Linked DNA regions of Mus musculus: regions 1 and 2 are each linked to region 3. Evidence: chromatin contacts called from public Hi-C data. All regions are on one chromosome and are shown on one strand. The core of a region is the stretch at or near the end of the contact, and the rest is flanking DNA. Distances in the headings are between cores, read along the strand shown. Region 1 has its middle 34 kb from the start of Gm35922. Region 2 overlaps Glis3 (GLIS family zinc finger 3). Region 3 overlaps Glis3 (GLIS family zinc finger 3).

The links. A called contact is a pair of places that touch in the nucleus more often than the background predicts.
Region 1: a contact with region 3 is called in a Hi-C map of cortical neurons, with 2.5 times the contacts expected there. A contact is called at or near these places in 1 of 484 Hi-C or Micro-C datasets (cortical neurons) and 2 of 130 datasets of targeted methods (embryonic fibroblasts and embryonic stem cells).
Region 2: a Hi-C map of cortical neurons shows a contact between it and region 3, with 1.8 times the contacts expected there. A contact is called at or near these places in 4 of 484 Hi-C or Micro-C datasets (the MC3T3-E1 cell line, cortical neurons and nephron progenitors) and 2 of 130 datasets of targeted methods (embryonic fibroblasts and pancreatic cancer cells).

Annotation. Positions count from the first base shown.
Region 1 is chr19:28,724,462-28,727,592 of GRCm38.p6, reverse strand. No RefSeq gene overlaps it. Among named protein-coding and RNA genes, the nearest start is that of Gm35922, 34 kb to the left of the region's middle.
Region 2 is chr19:28,381,262-28,384,456 of GRCm38.p6, reverse strand. All of the region lies in intron 4 of Glis3 (GLIS family zinc finger 3), which reads left to right. Among named protein-coding and RNA genes, the nearest start is that of Gm35866, 19 kb to the right of the region's middle.
Region 3 is chr19:28,578,572-28,581,634 of GRCm38.p6, reverse strand. The region is part of intron 2 of Glis3 (GLIS family zinc finger 3); the gene reads left to right. Among named protein-coding and RNA genes, the nearest start is that of D930032P07Rik, 98 kb to the left of the region's middle.

The DNA of each region.
Region 1 (3,131 bases), core at 208-2,707, 150 kb before region 3:
AATTCTCAACTTCGGTTGCTCACTGGGGTCATGTGGGGTTACTTTTAAAATGCTGATAGTCTGGCCCCTGGCTGACTAGCTGGAATGTTATGTGGCCTTCTGGTCATTTCTTAAAGTTCTCCAATAACACGTAGAGAGTGGGAAATGCTATTGCCCAAGCCTGTAGCATCAGCATTGTGTCCTGGAAACTTGTAGAAATGCAGATTCCTAGGCTATGCCCTAGGACAGAGTCCCTGGACAAGAAAGCCAGCGATCTATGTCTTAACGAGCCCTTGAGGGCTTTCTGGTTCTCACTGAGTTGAGAACCAGGGGATTCAGCCTTGCTCATTAGCACTAATCAATTAGAAAGGATTAATGGATCCCATTAGCTTGTTGACACTTTGAGTCAAGGGGTTAGCCCAGGCAATTTCAGTGGAATTGCTGAAGGAAATATGGTGACATCCAAGAGAGGCCATGAGAACAAGGCCAGTCTCAGGTTGTGTGGCGTGTATGCATGAGAAAATGAAGAGCTCTGAGGCCCACCACACATGCATAGCCTCTTCCTGCACTCAAAGTTATGTTCTATCCGAAAAGAGCCCCCAAACTCTCATTAATTAGGAGCTTTTGACAGCACTTCACTTAGTTTATGGAAAGCACAATACTAGTGACTACTTGTGATGTCCTGTTAAAACTCATCTTCCTGCGCCAGACACCAATAGATTTTGCTTCTTTGGGTCTGGGCTGGGCAGCGGTGGAATAGCATTTTAAATGAGTCCGCATGCTACTGAGAGTTAAGTGGTGGGCAAAGGAATCAGAAACGAAACAAACCCCCATGGCTTTATGGGCTTGATGCCTCAAGCTTTGTGGGGAAAACTTGGAAGACCTTCAGATTTCAGCCCACTTTAGCTGCAGAGGTTGAAGGTCCTCCATCAGTATGTGAGTATCAAGCTCTGGCCACGCGCAAAGTCACTTGACTGCGGCTCAGCCTTTCTATCCCGGTTCTAAAGCCTGGATTTGATGCCAGGGAAAAACATTTTTTGTCTTAGGCTTTTTGTTGTCCCCTTGTCGCATTGTTGTCTGGCTTTGAGACTTCTCTTGGGGAATTTTGCTATAACGAATAGTCCAATTTACTTCACCTGCGTGGCAAATTATAAGGCTATTAGAAACACCAGGGTCTTTTCCTGACCGAAGTCTAAAACGCTACACATATTTGGCCTCTAGGGGGCGCTAGCCTTCAGGAAAACAAGGCTGTTTATGTAACAGATTGGCAGTTTAAGCGGCTGTATAAATGTCATTCTTTAAAAATAAAGAAGAAATCTCAGCTAACTCAAACAGGAGCAAATTAAAAAGTAGAGCGAAACATCTATTTCACGAGCACAATTCACCCGCTGTCTCTGGTACTTCAAATTGATACCTTTTCTCCAAATGATAACTGGCACCCTCCCACCGGCTTTAGCTACGCTATGACAAAACAACCGATCAATCCACTCACTTCAGTGAAGAAGAAAAATCCAGTCAGTTAGAAGGGGCTTCGTGTGACTCATACACCTGGAGACAGAATGATTTCTAAGCTATCAACTATAAAAGCCAAGCAACTAAGCCATGACTGAGGGGTTGAGTTTATCCCCAAAACATATTTAGGAAGTTTTGTATTGAGACCTTCCACTGTTTTAAACGGGAATCTCTATGTGAACGCACTAGGAGGGTCCTTGAAATACCAATTTTCAACAGTCTTAAGGGGTATCTATAACACATAGAGCCTTCTTGTCCTGAGGGCTTTGCGGCCAGTCTGAGATCTCAATGTTAGCATCAAGATGGAATCACACAGGGTGCTTTGGAAAATCCCCAGGCTCAGGCACAACCCAGAGCAATTAAGTAAGGATCTCCAGAGATGGACACCTGGATGCTGGGTTCTGAGCCTTCACTGTTGTTGTCTAAAGTACCTTCAGTAGTATACAAGTAAGGTGGTTTGTTTTGTTTTGTTTTGTTTTGTTTTAACACAAGGTCTCTCTGTGTAGCCCTTGCTTTCCTGGAACTCACTGTGTAGAGCAGGCTGGGCTTCAACTCACAGAGATCCACCTGCCTCTGCCTCCCAAATTCTGGGGGTCAAAAGATATACAGTATGAAACTGTATGGCTCCTGCCTTAAAGCAAGGTTTTATACAGCGGGTGACTCTCTCTCTGCTTGCAGTTCTCCCCCACCCCCACCCCGAGGCTCGGGCCGTGTTCTCTGAGACTGAGGGCAGAAAATCAAGCCCAGTTCTCACACTGCCTTTCATCAGCTCTTCCTCCTCAATGTCTGCTCCAATCACCATGCTGACTAACTCCTAATGGGCCCACCCTGTATCTTACTTGCTTCGTTTATGGACTTTGCCTGAAACCCAACAATGGCCACATGCAGATCACAAGCATGGAGATTTTCTTCATAGACACAAACAAATCAATATGGAAGTTACCTCACAAACTACACCATTACTAGTTTGAAGACTAATCCCATGGCAGAGTACTTGTCTAGGTCTTAGTTACTTCTATTACTGTGATGAAACATGTGACCAAAGCAATTTATAAAAAGAAAGCATTTACTATAGGGGCTCATGGTTCCAGAGGGTTAGAGCCCATGGCGGTCATGGAGGGAAACATGGCAACAGAGAGGCAGGCATGGCTCTGGAGAAGTAGCTGAGGGATTTCTTCCTGTCCACAGGCACTAGGCAGAGAGAAAGCTAACTGTGAACTAGGCGTGGACAGATGTCAAAGGCCATCTCCAGTGATACACCTCATCCAAGGCCTCACCTCCTAATGCTTCACGAACACTGTCGCTGGCTGGGGACCAAGCTTTGAAATATATGAACGCATGGGGAGCCATTCTCATTCAAATCACCACACCCCTAATGTTTAAGGCCCCAGCTTCTGTCCTCAGCACTACAAGGAAAGAAAACAGGTCTACGGAGAAAGCTCTGGTATCGAGCCAAGTTTAGGGACACAAATGAGTTCATTACCTCTCACAGAAATCAGTTCGGACCTCCTGGCAAATATGGCTTACCCAAGGTCAGTCAGTCAGGAGAGCAGAAGAGATAGATTAGAGTCGGGTGTTATAACCCATGAAAAGAGGTAGCACGGAGCATAGCCATTTTTGGTTGTTGTGGTTGTTGTTGT
Region 2 (3,195 bases), core at 312-2,811, 200 kb after region 3:
CTCATGGCCTCCTGGACACTGAAAATACTGCAGTTTTGACATTTTTCTAAGTCATTTCAACTGATAGCCATTGTTGTGACAGCCCATGGAAAGTGTCCTTTCTCATCTCTTGTTCTTTTAAATTTCCTAGCATGAAGAGTAAGGTTTGTTCCAAACACAAGCAATATTGGAAACACAGAAAAGTCGCCTGGTAGGGAATACTTGACCCTTGTTATATGCCTGGTAATATTTTTGGTGATTCATTTCAGAACATCCCACCTAATTATATGTAGTAACTAAAGTACAGAGTACTTGATTGAGTTCCTGCCCTAGTAGAAGAAGAACTGTGGAGGTAACAAGCAGAATTCTGCTCATATGCTACCCCCTTTTGGTGATGCTAGGCTGTATGTGTAGATGGAGGGCAGGGTCGAGTTCTTGACGTTTTGTCAAATGCAGTGCAAAGGAATGTAATTAATGCAAACGTGTTTTATATGCCCAGTAATGGATTCTTTTCATTGAAACGCAACCTTTGTAAGACGCTTCTGTTATTACTGGTTGTCAGGTGAAAATTAAATGAGCTTACTCTTAGCTTCAGATTTATCTTTCTGTCTACAAAAGGCTATGTGAGAGACTGAGGAGAGATCTATAGCATTTACTGGCGGTTTCCTAAATTAGTACCATCCATCTATGGTAAATATAATCCACCCTCTCGGTAGAGATGATGGCCGGCTAGCCCTGATACTGCCTCTTAGCTCTCTCTGTGTGTGTCTACTTGGGAAGTATATACAGCTGTCAGGAACTTCTGCCCTTCAGTGTGCTGATGTAGTTGTTTATTTAAAATGTGTCTGGCAGTCTGAAGGAACCTATGCACCCTCCCAGACTGCAGATAGCTTCCAAGTTACTGATGGGGTGTAATGTCCTGTTCATAGTGTCTTCGTGACAAATCTGTTTCAGAAGTAAAATTTCCATCTGACTTAAGGGACATAGAAGGTCTTCCCTTGCACTGTCTATGCAGGAGTTACCCTTTCTGTACTCGATGCACTGGAAAACATTGTCTGTGGTGTCCCCATGAGTCCAGAGCCCGCTCCGGCTTCACAGTAAGGTCACGTGTTTTGGTGAAGACATCCAACATGGTCTCCCCTGTATTCTTGGAGCTGAGCAGCCCAACACAGGCCTACTCTTAAGTGCCCCTACCTGTAGGTGTTAAAGTTGGGGTTGAGGAGGAAGCTGTCATACAGTTCAGTAATTAACGTTCCTCCTCATCTGATCTCGATGTGAGAGGAGAGGGACCCATGATGCAGAGAGCAGCCTTGAAGGTGAGAACTCCTCTTGGCTGAGACCCAGAACATCCTCAGCTTTCTCTGGTCACTCAGACTTCACAGGGCTACAGCATTTACGCCCATGTAGGAACAAGGAGCCCCCAGTAGCAGAGAAGTCCTGGGGGCAACAATCCTCTTACCCCCAGCATTTTCTCACTGTAAGTTCATTTATGTTTTCCTGAGCTCTATAAGGACGGACGTGCGGACATGTCAAATGAATGGAAAACCCAGTCAGACGTCGCAGAACCTGTAGAAAGAGTGCAGTTCCAGAAATGAGCAAAGGTTTGGGAAGAGCCTTTTTTTTTTTCCCTTGTGAGGTTTATTCATCCTCCATAGACACAAAAATAAGTCTTTCAAAGAACATGCATATTTGAGGCACTTGGCAGCATGCAGTCTCTGGCAACTTCTCCCTTATTTATACCACGTAATTATACTTGCCTTTATATGTGTGTCCTTTTCATTATTGAGTGGAACACGGTCTTTTGTCAAATTCCAGTTATTGATTAGCACTGGCAACTCTGAAATGTGGCTTTTTAGCCATCAATAAATCTATTTTTCCCCTTTCTGAAATTATAACAGATCTCGTTGGACATGTGGGGGAGAAAACAACTTAAAATTCACATCCAGATCTTGGCTGCCGGTTCAGGACGTTGCTACTCTCTGCGCCTTGCCAAGATTTTAGCTTTACTCCTCATTGAAAGTGCATGGCTTGGGAGGTGGGGTCGCCATTGCCTGAGAGAAAATGAAGTGACATCATTAGAATTCAGCTGCATCTGTGACTCCAAAGGCATGCCGCCTCGCCCCTCCCCCACCTTCCTAGTCTCCCCCCCCCCCCCCCCCTGTGCTGCTCCCCAGCTGTCCTGTGTTCTCCTCTCAGGAGAGAAGCAAGAAGCAAGCACAGAACCGCTCAGAGGCATGACATCAGTGGCCAACTGTCAGCTTACAGATTTGTTTGTATAAATGGGAGTAAACAGCTAAAGCCTGGGTCTTTCTCAAGCAGCCCAGACCCTGTGGCCAATTACTCACCAACAGTGTTAATTTCCATTAGAGAACTGGTAACCCTTTTAACAGGAAAGAAAATTAAGAATGCTTGGGGGAGAGTCCAGTGAAGCATGAGGGCAGACTCCCCTTCTTTACAAAAGTGACCGTTGTATTGAATCTGCCGTGTCACCAAGAGGAGAGTTGGTGCCCATTACTTTAGCCTTGGCTTCTAATATGTTTTGGAATAAAAAACTGAACACGCTTTGAGTGGTGCTGCTTTCTTCCGTGTTTATGTGAAGTGGCCTTGGGATTATAATTCATCTCTTTTTATTGGGGTAAGTTTCCTTAGTTCATATATCCTAAATGGAACCCTGGGCCTTGAAGGACTTAATGGAACTTTTTGTCATCTGGGAATGGCAGTCACCAAAGAGCTCCTTGTAGATAGGGGTCGTAATCCCCGACCCTGCTTTGTCTGCCTGTGCAGAGACTTGTGCGCAGGCTGCCTAAAACTGCCAACTCGAGCAAATGGTTGGGCAGTCTTCTCAGCATGAGTGAGCGCCCAAAGTGCGGTTTCGGAGTGGGATGCTGGTTCCTCGGAGCGACTTTCCTCCTTCCTTTTGAATGTTGGCAACCTTAACTTTGGAATATTTTTGCATTTACAATCAAGAAACTTTCAAAGAATGTTATTCTGACTGGCTTATTAAGGACTCATGATTTATGGCATGTTTAATTCCACCTGACTTCCATTGGGTGGTTGCATGGAGAGATGGTGTAATATATTCAGAGTTTGTCATAGTTGGAGAACAGCATATTTTTGTCACATATCAGGTTCAGTCCTGTATTCCAGGCGTTTATTCGTTTTACATGTTTATTTCTTCTGTAACAGCGGAATGATTGGTACATGGGCTTTGTGACC
Region 3 (3,063 bases), core at 210-2,709:
TGGATGGATATTTAAGATTTATGCTATAGTATCGTGTCAGGCACTTTGCTTTAGAACAGTTGCTGTTTGCCTCATATTCCGGAAGGAAGTTTTGAGATTTACACAGTTCTGTCCATGTGGGGAAGACATCCAGGTCCAGTAAACAGTTGACTCCAAGGGTTGCAGTCACATGGTCTCATTGCAGAGTCTGTGTCTTTAGACAGTGGGTACTCCCTCCATCTTGCTTCTTGTAGACTCTTGTACCCCTCCCTCAGCACACACTCCCACCTTTGCATGCTCCCTCTAGGTCTGTTGTAGATTCCCTCTCTCTTGGCAGCACCAAACCCTGGTGGATCTGACTTGCAACCCTGCCCTTAGTCTCCAAACCTGGATCCCCTAGCAGTCTCAGTTGCATTGAAGACTCTGTACTTACTGATATACTCCGAGCCTAGTTCCAGGCTCTCTCCATGGCTGTCTTCTCTGTCCAGCCATCTGTCTGTCTGTCTGTCTGTCTGTCTGTCTGTCTGTCTGTGGTTCTGTTCAGATGTCTGTGCAGGTGGCTCACAGTTATTTGTTGAAGTCCAGGTGGACCCTTAGGTGACCAATTGGAGGTAGGGATACTTTAGAGGTCTTTGTGGCTCCTCTATGATAAACCCCAGCTCTGTGCCAGAGGTAAAGAGCTGAACATGGGAGACATTTTTGATAACATTTACCTGTAAGCAGATAACTAAGAAACTGTTTTTTCCCTGTGGGAAATAACATGATTTTTTTTTTACAAGGACAGATGGCATTTTTTCCACTTTGGGCATTCTAGGAGGCGTCTTTGTCAAAAAGAACTTAGAAGAGCTGATGTTGTCAGGAGCCAACAAGCCAAGTTCACAAGCCCCTCCGGCCTCTGTTACGTAAAGACAGTGGTGAGGGCCACACTCTTACAGTGTGAGCGAAACAAGCCATGGCAGTGTCTCTAAGTTCCAATAACCCAGCACCTCCAGCAACGATGACGGATTGAAAAGGAAACCAGGAGCAGAATTTGGACCGAATTTCTCTTCACTCCCCTTCACTCCCTGGAGTTTCCAGCTGCTCTGCTATCTTTGGTTTAAACAGAGATATTTTTGTCAAGATTAAGCATCGTTTTGTTTCTTTTAAGCCTGGGCTTTGCTTTGCTTGGAAGTGTTCATCTGGGTTTTACTCCCTTCTCTGATCCATAAATTATGTTTTTTTTTTTCATTTTCAAATAAGCCTTACACTTTGTACAACATCTTTTCTTCCCAGTATTATTTGTTCCTTACTCATAGGCTGTTCTTCGCCATCTAATTTTAGATCACGCATAATGCCTGAGAATCAGCCTCTCTCTTGGAGGAGTAAACACCAAGGCTGAGACGTCACTTCTCATTAATCAGTATTGGAGAAGATGAAGACAGCTGTGGTGGGGAGAGGGGGCCAGGAACTCACAGAGTCTGACCCTTTCAAAGTCGACTTAATCCTCCCCTTATCCCGTCTACTGCCCTCTTGGAGGGTGGATGGGCCCTCTTCAACAGGAAGAAATGAGCTTCTGCGCTGTTTGCCTTTGTCACGGCAACAAAAGCTCTGGGAAATTCCAATTAATTAGCAAGCCTTGGGCTAATGAAAGAATAAAACCGAAAGAGACATGCTCTAAGCTTTCAGAGTGGCGTAAGCATGGAAGCACAATGCTGATTTCAAATATTTGGGTCTGTTTGTATGATTTTCCCAGGGTTTGCCTTCCTGAGGGTCTGGGCGGTAAGTCACGAGAGCCGAGAACAAGGATTTGTCAGGGTTAGGCTGCTAACATCACTAGATTTAAGGACACTAATCGACCCACCATCGCTGGATGAAGGCAGTTAAATGTGAACTCACACACTCAGGGAAATTAAAACCAGAAAGTAGAGCTTTGTGCATTTGTGTTTAGAGGAAGGCATGAGGATTAGATGGATGTAAAGAAGATTATGAAATAAGTTTAAATTTAATTATTATGAAGGGCCAGGAAATTGCTATACTGTTAAACAGCTGACTGGGGATTTACAACTAATAAGGCTAACACACATGGATGGTGATGAAAGCCTTTGTCTTCATATTTTGATGATGATGATGATGGTGGTGATTTAATCATCCCAAAATCACTACAAGCTAACTTGCTGAGTTTCTGTTCTGGGTGTATTTAATTTTCTCAACAGTTCTGTAAGAGCCTAGGCACTGTGCATCGATATGATTGGGGAGATTTCTAACTGTGCATGGTGAACATGGAGGCTAACTAAGCTCCCAAATGACTGGCTTACAAGTGTCAGTGATAGACCTAGATTGGAATCTGTGCATCTGGCTTTCAGCATCCCACACTGGCTCTGGAATACAGGTTAACCGTGAAGGTAGAAATCAGCATGGTTAGATGTTACCAAGTTGAATTCAAAACCCAAGAGTTGGTGGCTTTATCTCCAGCTTGTCCATCTATCCCTGTCATCCTGGGCATGGTCACTCATCATTTCTGGCATGTTCGTTTATTAAACAAGCTTTTATTTTTGGATGATAGCTAAGATATTTTATAGTTCTAACATACAACTGAATGAGAAAGTGGATAAATGAAATCGCTTTTGAGGGGTGTGTGTGCTCTCAAAACGAGACAACAGATTCGGATCCAAGACCTAAGCATACCTGCATTTACATGTTAGCCCCCCTGTCTAATCTGGAAAGAACTGCTGTACATTTGAAGACTTCATTCTTTTTTCTCATCAAGATAATGACATTGTGTGTACAGGGTCTCTAACACGTTACACAGATGTTACTATATCTAACCCAATCTGGATGGCGAACACTGGGTAGAGGCTTTCCACTTCCACATCTGGATCCAGAGAAGAGATTAGTTCAGGAAAACTATTTTGATGTCACTGTGTAGGTACATTTACCTGGCAAAATCTTTGGGCAACTGGCATAACAGTTAATAGCTCAGTCCTCTGTGATTAGAACTCCTGTCTGATAGGTCTCCTGTTAGTTTACTTCTTTGAGTTATACACTTGTCCTCAGAGTTCTTTCTTTGGGTATTTCACTGGAAGATTTTTTTTTCAGAGTCCTTTG